Regions from separate parts of the Pan troglodytes genome. Here region 1 is linked to region 2. Evidence: chromatin contacts called from public HiChIP or PLAC-seq data. All regions are on one chromosome and are shown on one strand. Each heading gives the region's core, a stretch centred on a gene start, on an enhancer-like site or on the middle of the called end of the contact. The rest is flanking DNA. Distances are from core to core; before and after follow the strand shown.

Region 1 (4,998 bases), core at 1,573-4,072, 170 kb before region 2:
ATACAGCACGAAGAACAGCTGGATCATCAGCTCCCCTCCTGGGAGATGGTTCAGATACGCCAGCCGGTCCTCCTTGCTGTGCTGCAGTGAGTAGGCCTGGAGACATACCATCCTCTAAGACTCTCCGACAGGCTCAGAAGCCTGTCTGGGGTAAACCACCCCTGAGATGGCACCTGCAAATGAGTCCCTGCAGATGGGCTTCTGACTCCCCTCTTGGACTGGGGAACCTCTGAAAGTAGGGCCTTTGTCTCCCCCTCAGACTATGGAGCCCCAGGAGATTAGGGCCCATGTCTCCCCTCACCCTAGGGGCTATGAAGGAAGTGTATTTCCACAGTCAGACTAGAGCTCCCACCTCTGAATATGGGAGCCCACACAGAGAGCTGTACAGAGATATACTCGGTAATTAAGATGAGACCTAATGGCCTGGGGCCTGTCCATGTCTCCAGTCACCCTGGCCTCCCCTAGCACCAGGGAGAACCATAAGTGGCTACCCTAGAGCTCTCATCAGCTCTAGGGGGCAGAGTCCCAGCTGGGGCCTGACCCCCACCAAACCTCTCCTTTATCCCCTTCTAGTCCTTTGGGGGCTGGAGCCATGAGAGAATCACCCCATCTTGTTCTCCTAGCTCTCAGGGTTGAAATTTAATGGCCAGTCTACCTCGTGGCAACACTGTTGGAGGAAGAGCCTCTCAACAGGCATTTGGAGGGCCCCTGAGGCCTAGAAGCTGGCCGGGGCAATTCCCAGGGAACTGGGCCATCAGGAACTGCACTCAGGGCCTCGTTCTGTGTCTACCTTCCTGGGGTTCTGCCACGCCTAGACTCACAGTTCACTCCCAGTCAGGCACCTCCAACCAACAGTCCCCCAACATACCACACAGATGAGGTAGATACCCAGGAACACCTGGCCGGTGGACTGCAGGGAGCGGCTGCGAGGTTTCCGGCGGTACAGCTCCCCAGCACCGCTGGCCAACACAAGAAAGCCGCCGATGATGGCAACTGTGCGCGAGTACATACGGACCTAGGCCGGGGTAAGGGGACCCCAGTCAAGAACTGCAGCCGCCACATCTCTCCTGGCTTCCCAGAGTGTAGAACCACCCCTCTCTACACATCCCATTCCATCTGATGAACCCTCTTACATTTCCAAGCTTGGTGGGCAGGTGCAACAGAGACAGATCATTCTTTTTATATATATATAGAAGTAGAAACTGAGGCCCAGAGGGTTAAGAAAACTGTCAGGTCTGGCCAGGCGCAGTGGCTCACGCCTGTAATCCCAGCACTTTGGGAGGCCGAGGCAGGTGGACCACCCTGAGGTCAGGAGTTTGAGACTAGCCTGGCCAACATGAGGAAACCCTGTCTACTAAAAATACAGAAATTAGTCGGGCGTGGGGAAGGGCGCCTGTAATCCCAACTACTTGGGAGACTGAGGCAGGAGAATCGTTTGAACCTGGAAGGCGGAGGTTGCAGTGAGTTGAGACAGCGTCACTGCATTCCAGCCTGGGCGACGGAGAGAGACTCTGTTTCAAAAAACAACAACAAAAAAGAAAACTGGCAGGTCCTACCTGCCAGTAAGTGGCAGAACCCAGACACAATGTGTTTCTCCCTTCCCCACTCTCAGATCTGTAGACTCTAATCTTGGTGTTCTTTATTCTACGTGGCATGGGATCTATGCCACAAAAACATTGATCTTGCTGCCCTGTAGCTGTTCACACATCTTCCTCCCCTAAGGGTCTGACAGTCTCTTCCTCAAGGACAGTGCCTTTGTCCAACCTTATCTCCAGCCTGCAGGGCCTGGCACAGGTTCTGGCTTAAATGCTATACTAAGAGTAATTACATTTTCATAAAATTATTTTATGAAAACTAGGTACTCTCCAAGGTCCTTTGTACCCCATGAGTCTGAGATTACTAAACTAACAGTTTAAAAGATTCTGGGAACCAGGTGACCGGGGTTCTGGTCCCACCAGTATCCTGTATTGTGGCTTTGGGAAAGTCTGTTTCCCATCTCTAGACCTCAGTTTCCACACTTTGAAGAGGAAGTCTGTGTGGTCCCTAAGATCCATTTCTGCGCTCTGTAATCTCCATAAGCCTAGGGGTTCGAACCTCCCAGGCTTCACACTGTGCACGTGGCCAGCACCATTCATCGCCCACCAACAGCCCTGGGCATTGGCCTCTGATTCCCCGTCACCCAGAGGGAAGACCCTTTTGGGGCCGAGGCGCTCACCTTCAGCCAGTCCCCGTAGTGGACGTAGCCCCCGATGTAGGCGGCGTAGGTGCTAATGGCCAATTGGAGTGCGGCCCCCAGCGCGAACCAGCGCCGCTTCACGCCAAAGGACATGAAACTAGCGCACAGCACGGCTGCCCCCATGTCGAAATACAGGTAAGGCACTGGGATGTCGGGCTTCCTGCGAGCCGGGAGTGGGGAAGCAACGAGGACAGAATGAAGCGGTGGGGGAAGAAGCTTGAGACCCCTTGAGTTCCCACAGGCTCCACTGCTCCCCCAAACCAGACTCCCCTCCCATGGGCAGGACCGCCCTACCAGATTTGGTCCGACACCCAGACCAGAACCCCTCCCAGGGAGGTCCCAATTCCTCCCAGTCCAAGGGTCCCGACTTCTAGCCCCCAATTTCTTGCCCACATCACCGCCCCCTGCCGCGTTTAGCGGCTGCGTAGGCCTGCTCACCGGCGTGCCTCAGCCCTCTCAGCGTACAGCATGAGCTGGCTGAAGCAGCCCCAAAAGGGGCAGCGTGTGAGCAGCACCGAACCCAACTGCATGATCAGCTGCAACATCCACCGTCTCGAACCTATCTTCGACGCCATCTTGGGAAAGGGCAGTCCGCTGCGGCCTCACCCCAGTCAGAGAAGCAGGCGCGGGGATGGGACACGCAGCTTCCGGGTCAAGCGCTTTTTCTTCTTTTTCCTCCCGGAAACAACGGTGTCACTCTCTAGTTCCGGATCTAAGGTGACCCAGTTGCGAAGTCCAGCCTTCTCGTCTGCTCATGGAGCCTTCAGGGCCATATTTGTCCCTGCGAATTTGAAAACTAGACTAGAGGAAGGAACAGTGGGTTCAGGATAGCAGAAGTCTTGGACCGTAGTATGATGTATTGAAGCAAACTGGTCTTTGAATGCAGCCCGATCAGGGCCCTAATCCTGATTCCAACCCTGTGTGATTCTGGGCACATCACCTAAACTTTATGAGACTCATCATGAAATGGGGATAATTACACCTACCTCAGAGTTGTGAACTTTTTTTTCCTTTTTTTTGTTTTGTTTTGTTTTTGAGACGGAGTCTCACTCTGTCGCCTAGGCTGGAGTGCAATGGCACGATCTTGGCTCACTGTAACCTCCGCAACCTGGGTTTAAGCGATTCTCCTGCCTCAGCCTCCTGAGTAGCTGAGACTACAGGCTCTCGCCACCACGCCTGGCTAATTTTTTGTATTTTTAGTAGAGACGGAGTTTCACCGTGTTAGCCAGGATGGTCTCGATCTCCTGACTTCGTGATCCGCCCGCCTCGGCCTCCCAAAGTGCTGGGATTACAGGCATGAGCCACCGCGCCAGGCCAGAGTTGTGAACTTTAAATGTGACAAGGTCGGTCCTAGTACATAGTAGTGGTTCAATAAATGATACACATATGCACCAGAGGAAACCCCCGTTTCTGTTAAGTTCAAAGTAAGGGGTCCTCCTGGCTCAAAGTCACCTCTTTGGGTTTGCCTTTTGCCTGTCCCCTGAGAGAAAAGGGAGATCTGAACATCTGGGACATCTCAAGTCAGTCCATTTCTCCAGCTGCCATGCTCCCGCTGTAACCCAAATTGTCATACTTTGTCAGTTTAATTGCAGCAGACATCCAGGTGGTCTCTGCATTCCCCTCCAGTGTGTTCTCAGCCCCTTCTCCCACGCCCCACCCGTTTATATGTTCTCATAACATCAGCTACCTTCCTTTGAATCACTTGGCACGGTGGCAATTAGATAGATAGATAGATAGATATAGATACACACGCACACACACACACACACACATATATATATATATATATCTGCTTTACATATATATGCTTTTTTTTATTTTTGAGACAGGGTCTCACTGTGTCACCCAGGCTGGAGTGCAGTGGTGCGATCTTGGCTCACTACAGCCTACACCTCCCAGGTTCAAGTGATTCTCCTGCCTCAGCTTCCCAAGTAGCTGGGATTACTGGCGCTTGCCACCACACCCGGCTAATTTTTATTTTTAGTGGAGACAGGGTTTCACCATGTTGGCCAGGCTGCTCTCAAACTCCTAACCTCAAGCGATCCACCCGCCTTGGCCTCCCAAAGCGCTAGGATTACAGGCGTGAGACACCGCACCCAGCCAATATATTTGTGATTATTTTATTGACAATCTTCTCCTACTAGATCGCAAGCTCCCTAAGCACAAACACGGTGCCTGGGTTTCTGTTTACTGTTTACAGATGCTCCTTGACTTGTGATGGAGTTATATCCTGATAAACCCATCATAGGTTGAAAATACTGTAAGTTGAAAATGTGTGGCTGACTGGAAGCTGTGGCTTGCTGACACTGCCCAGCATTGTAAGAGAAATACAGTTTCCACTGAATGCAGATCTGCTTTCGCACCAATGTAAAGTTGAAAACTCCAATGCTGGGAACCATCTGTAGTATACAGGATGCCCTCAGGACCTAGTATACAGGATGCCCTCAGGAAATATGTGCTGTACAGATAAATGAAAAGGTGTTGGGCTGGGCGCGGTGGCTAACGCCTGTGATCCCAGCACTTTAGGAGGCCGAGTCGGGTGGATCACGAGGTCAGGAGTTCAAGACCAGCCTGGCCAAGATGGTGAAACCCCGTCTCTACTAAAAATACAAAAATTAGCCAGACGTGATGGCTGTAATCCCAGCTACTCCGGGCACCTGTAGTCCCAGCTACTTGGGAGGCTGAGGCAGGAGAATCGCTTGAACCTGGGCGGCGGACCTTGCAGTGAGCCGAGATCACGCCACTGCACTCCAGCCTGGGCG
Region 2 (5,500 bases), core at 1,678-4,177:
CACTCCAGCCTGGGTGACAGCAAAACTCTTGTCTCCAAAAAAAAAAAAAAAAAAAAAAAAAAATCAGGATACAAGGCCAGGTGTGCAAATCCTGTTGGTGGACAAATCGCCTCTTTGGGGGCAATTTGGCCACTTCCTTAAACACTGTTCCCAGTTACACAAAAGGCAGGCTACATACAGGAATATTCCTCTCAGCGTTGCTTGCAACAACTCATGTTGGAGTGGTTAGACAAATCCATATTACCCATGGCAGGAAAGAACTAGGGAGGGATTCCAAGTGACCAGCATGTGTACTGCCTTGGGAAGATCTCCCAGAGTGGTTTTTATTGATTGATTGAAACGGGGTCTTTCTGTATGCCAGGCTGGAGTGCAGTGACGCAATCACAGCTCACTGTAGCCTTGACCTCCTAGGCTCCAATGATTCTCCCACCTCAGCCTCCCAAGTAGCTGGGACTACAGGCACACACCACCAGGCCTGGCTAATTTTTAAATTTTTTGTAGTGACAGGGTCTCGCAATGTTGCCCATGCTGGTTTCAAACTCCTGGACTCAAGTGATCCTCCCACCTTAGCCTCCCAAAGTGCTGCAATTACACTCTAGAGCCACCATGCTCAGCTGAAGACAATTATTTTCCTTTACATTTTTTTTATTTTGAGACGGAGTCTCACTCTGTCTCCCAGGTTGGAGCATAGTGGCGCGATCACAGCTCTCTGCAATCTTGACCCTAGGGTCAAGCAATCATCCCACCTCAGCCTCCTGAGTAGCTGGCTCATGGCTCACTGCAGCCTTAACCTCCTAGGGTCAATCATCCCACTTCAGCCTCCTGAGTAGCTGGGACCACAGGCACACGCCACCATGCCCAGCTAATTAATTTTTTTTTAGAGATGGGGGTCTCACCATATTGCCCAGGCTGGTCTTGAACTCCTGGCTCAAGGGATCCTCCTGCCTCAGCCTCCCAAAGTGCTGGGATTACAAGTATGAGCCACTGTGCCCGGCTTTGTGAATGTACTTAATGCCACTAAATTGCAAACTTAAAAACAGTTAAAATGGTTTTAAGTTTTATGTTACGTATATGTATATATTGATCTTTAGAGATAGAGGTCTCCCTGTGTTGCCCAGGCTGGCCTTTAACTCCTGGGCTCAAGTGAACTGCTGAGTCAGCCTTCAGAGTAGCTGGGACTACAGGTGCATGCCACTGTGCCTAGCTATGTTTATTTTACCACAATGAAAGGACTTACAAAAAAGAAGCTAGACACCGAAGAGGATACACAGTTGGATTCCATTTATAGCAAGTACAAAAACAGGAAAAACTAATGTATGGTGACAGACGTCAGAATAGTGATTACTCTTTGGAGGTTAATGGCTAGAAGAAGACATGAAGGGGGAGATTCTGGGGTAATTCTTTCTTTCTTTTTTTCCTGAGACAGAGTCTCGCTCTGTCACCCCAGCTGGCGTGCAGTGGCTCCATCTCAGCTCACTGCAACCTCCGCCTCCCAGGTTCAAGCCATTCTCCTGCCTCAGCCTTCTGAGTAGCCAGGATTACAGGCGTGCGCCACCACGCCCGGCTAATTTTTGTATTTTTAGTAGAGACGGGATTTCACCATGTTACCCAGGCTGGTCTTGAACTCCTGACCTTGTGATCCGCCTGCCTTAGCCTCCTAACGTGCTGGGATTACAGGCGTGAGCCACCGCGCCAGTCCTAATTATCTATTTCTTGATCTAAGTGCTACTTCTGCCAGTGTTCAGTTGGTAGAAGCCACCGAGCTTTTTGCTTATGTTTGCCCCTGTCTGCATTATTTATCCTTTAATCAGTAGTTCTCCAAAACCCCAAACTCCAGCGCTTTTTTTTTTTTTTTTTTTTTTTTGGAGACAAGGCCTCCCTGTCGGGTGCAATGCAGTGGCTCAGATCATAGCTCACTGCAGCCCCGAACTCCTGGGCTCAAGCGATCCTCCCACCTCTGCCTCCCAAAGCGGTGGGATTACAAGAGTAAGCCACTCCCCCCGGCCACAGTAAGTTTTTAGAAAAAATTTTAATTGCGGCCGAGCGCGGTAGCTCACGCCTGTAATGCCAGCACTTTGGGAGGCCGAGACGGGGGCGGATCACCTGAGGTCGGGAGTTCGAGACCAGCCTGACCAACATGGAGAAACCCTGTCTCTACTAAAATACAAAATTAGCGGGGCGTGGTGGCGCATGCCTGTAATCCCAGCTACTCGGCAGGCTGAGGCAAAAGAATCGCTTGAACCCGGGGGGGCGGAGGTTGCAGTGAGCCGAGATCGCGCCATTGCACTCCAGCCTGGGCAACAAGAGCGGAACTCCCGTCTCAAAAAAGAAAAAAGAAAAAAATTTAATTGCAAAAATCTGGATAAGTTCTTGAAAGCTGGACTTTTCCCCCTTTTTGTGTCCTAAGCCTGCGCCGAATCTGTGCCTTCTTTGAAATGCTTTCCCGCCTTCTTTCTCCGGGTCCCACACTACCTGGGGCCGCACTCTTCAAGCACTGGATGCTGACTAACTCGTCTCCTTATCTGTCTTCCCGACTGGCCCAGAGCTGAGTTCTTACTAATCCCCGCTAACCTGGAGTTAGGTGCGCGTTGCAAAGCAGTAACGAATCCAATCAGCCGGGGAGGCAGACAGCAAGGCCGGAAGAACAAAGTTGGAAAGGGAAACGTCGCACCGGCTCTGCCCAGCGGCGCCAGCCCGGGCAACCTTCCGCAGTCGCGAAGCCACGCCCCTTTCCCAAGTACCTCCGCGCTAACTCCTCCCCCCTGGCCCCGCCTCTCACCCTGGATTGCCTAAGGCCCCGCCCACCAGGCTTGGCCCCGCTCTGGGAGGGCCGCAATCCCGCCAACAATGACTCCACCCCTCCTTCCGCTGAGAAACCTGTCCCTTTTATTTAAAGAATACCTTTTACGTCAGCCCGTCTTACGCAGCTTTCCGTCATCAGTGCAAGGCGCGGAGGCGGGACTTCCTGTCCCTGGTATAACAGCTTCCGGGAGAAGCCGGAAGAGACCGGACCCTGAACAGAATCGCAGATTGCCAGCCCTTTTCCCGACCCCTACGGAAAGACGAGTCCAGGGGCCGTCCTGGCGAGGTCAAAACATTTAGTCTGGTCTTTTCAGGTGAGGACTTCCCCATCCAGGCACAGTGCCGGTCCAATCCCCCTTTAATTTCCCATGACTCCTCGCGTCCTGAAGCCCCGCCCCCAGTTCCCCAGCCCCGCCCCGAAGTTTGAGGGGTGTGGACGGTTTGTGACCCCCTTAGCCGACCCTACTCCTCACTGGCCGGGACAACTGGTCTTATCACGGAGGCTGGGGCCAGGCAGCCCTTCGGTTCGGGTGGGCCCATGGACCCGAGTCCAACGCCGAGGGAATAGGACCATCCAAAAGCGGAAACTTCGCCTCAGAAAAAGGGTGCGGGACCCCTCCTCACCGTGCGGTCACGGTACGGACAGGGTAGATCACAGGCTGAGGGACAGAGCAAAGACCCCTGAGGCCGGACACCTGGGGTCCTGCCGGGCCCCTCCCCACGAGAGTTCACTGTGTCTGTGCCAATCGTTTTCGTCTTTCTTCGCCGCAGTTTCTTTTTCTGTAAATCATGGTTAATGACATTAACCTTCTTACCATCAGGGGTTAGTTGTGGGTGTGATAAATAATTACTACCGTTATTAAGCAATTGCAATTTGCAGTGTGCCAGGCACTGTGCCAAGTATTTTGCTTCGATGATTTCACGTCATCTTCAAAACAACCTCATGAGGTAGGTACTGTTTTTAACCCCATTTTACTGATGAGAAAGCTGAGGCTCTGAGAAAGTTGTCTGAGGTGTTATAGCTAGTAAGACGCAAGACGGGTTATAATTAGTTGTTTTTCTAACTCCAGGGCCGGTATATTAAATAAGGATGTTGATGTGTTCCACAGATAATTATTTGAGCAACTACTGGGGCATTATATTGGACACTTCAGTACCAAGAGAAATACATACGATCCTTGTCTACCAGGAGTGTAATAGAAAGATGGACAGGTACATAAGTATAATGAAGTTTTATAGGTGCTGTGAGAATAGTCTGATAATGGTAATCACCAGACTGGATTTGCCCAGGGACAGCTGTGAAAGCAGCAGATTCTCCAAGGGAAATAGTAGGTACTCCAAGGAGCAAGCAGGGACCCTTCCTGCCTTTCTAAGAAACTGCAGCAGCAGAACCTTCACAGTGAAAGAAGAGAGACTGAGATATGGATTGTGAGAGCTGTTATGGAATCTTTTTCAAATCACTCCACTTGGGGAGTGGTCATTGCAGGAGTGGGCCCATGGTGACCCAGGAAGGTGGTGCTTCTGGTGTCTGTCCCACGTTGCTCCCCAGGGCTTGCCAGAAGTTTCAGAGGTGGCACATAATGTCTGCTGCATAGTATCTGCCCGCGGTCCCTACAGAGTTATCGTTTTAGATTTGTCTGACTCTGCTTTTGATGGTAGGTCAGTTTTCTTTGGCTCTTGACATCTGGCAGCCTGGATCTGTGACCAGGAATGAAATAGGCTCAAATGAGACAATCTGGCAGGGATGGCTAAACAGTGCTTCCAAGGGGGCCCCACAGTAAAATATTCCAGGCTTTTGGGTCTCTCTGAAGCCACTTTGGAGGCTGCTTAGGAGGCATATTTGCTTGACCAAGCGATAGAAATCCTAGAGAAACTCAGGCCTCAGCAAAGATTTTTCCTCATTCACCAAAAGAGCAACAACAGTAGCAGCAGCAGCAGCAGCAAGGCTGTGGGCTTTTCCTGCTGATCCACACTCATTGGGAAGTTGGAGTTTGAGAGAGGAAGGTCACAGAACGTGAAAGCAAGAGTTTCACAATAGAGGCAAAGGGTAGGGTAGGTCTTTAGCTTTAGGTTGGGGTGCCGGAATTAGGAAGGTTTGTGCCCCCTTCTACACAACACTGAACTCCTTTTTTTTTTTTTCAGGGCTGGGTCAGTTAGAACCTAAACAAACTAGAGACCTGGTTGCAACCCCTCAGGCTCTGCTGATGCTGTCCCCCTTTGTTCCTGCAGCGTGGACCCTGCCAGCAGCCAGGCCATGGAGCTCTCTGATGTCACCCTCATTGAGGGTGTGGGTAATGAGGTGATGGTGGTGGCAGGTGTGGTGGTGCTGATTCTAGCCTTGGTCCTAGCTTGGCTCTCTACCTACGTAGCAGACAGCGGTAGCAACCAGCTCCTGGGCGCTATTGTGTCAGCAGGCGACACATCCGTCCTCCACCTGGGGCATGTGGACCACCTGGTGGCAGGCCAAGGCAACCCCGAGCCAACTGAACTCCCCCATCCATCAGAGGGTAATGATGAGAAGGCTGAAGAGGCTGGTGAAGGTCGGGGAGACTCCACAGGGGAGGCTGGAGCTGGGGGTGGTGTTGAGCCCAGCCTTGAGCATCTCCTTGACATTCAAGGCCTGCCCAAAAGACAAGCAGGTGCAGGCAGCAGCAGTCCAGAGGCCCCCCTGAGATCTGAGGATAGCACCTGCCTCCCT

Evidence for each region. HiChIP or PLAC-seq counts read pairs in DNA pulled down with a chosen protein or histone mark.
Region 1: a contact with region 2 is called in an H3K4me3 HiChIP or PLAC-seq map of stem cell-derived excitatory neurons, with 4 times the contacts expected there. The contact joins the promoter of TMEM101 here to the promoter of TMUB2 in region 2. A contact is called at or near these places in 1 of 7 Hi-C or Micro-C datasets (stem cell-derived neural progenitor cells) and 1 of 1 datasets of contacts at active chromatin or transcription factors (stem cell-derived excitatory neurons).

What each region holds. Positions count from the first base shown.
Region 1 is chr19:23,879,316-23,884,313 of NHGRI_mPanTro3-v2.0_pri, reverse strand. It overlaps TMEM101 (transmembrane protein 101), which reads right to left and starts at 2,822. Exons shown (of 4, transcript NM_001246445.1): 1 at 2,675-2,822; 2 at 2,216-2,396; 3 at 869-1,015; 4 at 1-96. The coding sequence starts at 2,811. All of the region lies in intron 1 of PYY (peptide YY), which reads right to left.
Region 2 is chr19:23,709,737-23,715,236 of NHGRI_mPanTro3-v2.0_pri, reverse strand. It overlaps TMUB2 (transmembrane and ubiquitin like domain containing 2), which reads left to right and starts at 2,927. Exons shown (of 4, transcript XM_001140790.8): 1 at 2,927-3,116; 2 at 3,683-3,750; 3 at 5,032-5,500. The coding sequence starts at 3,716.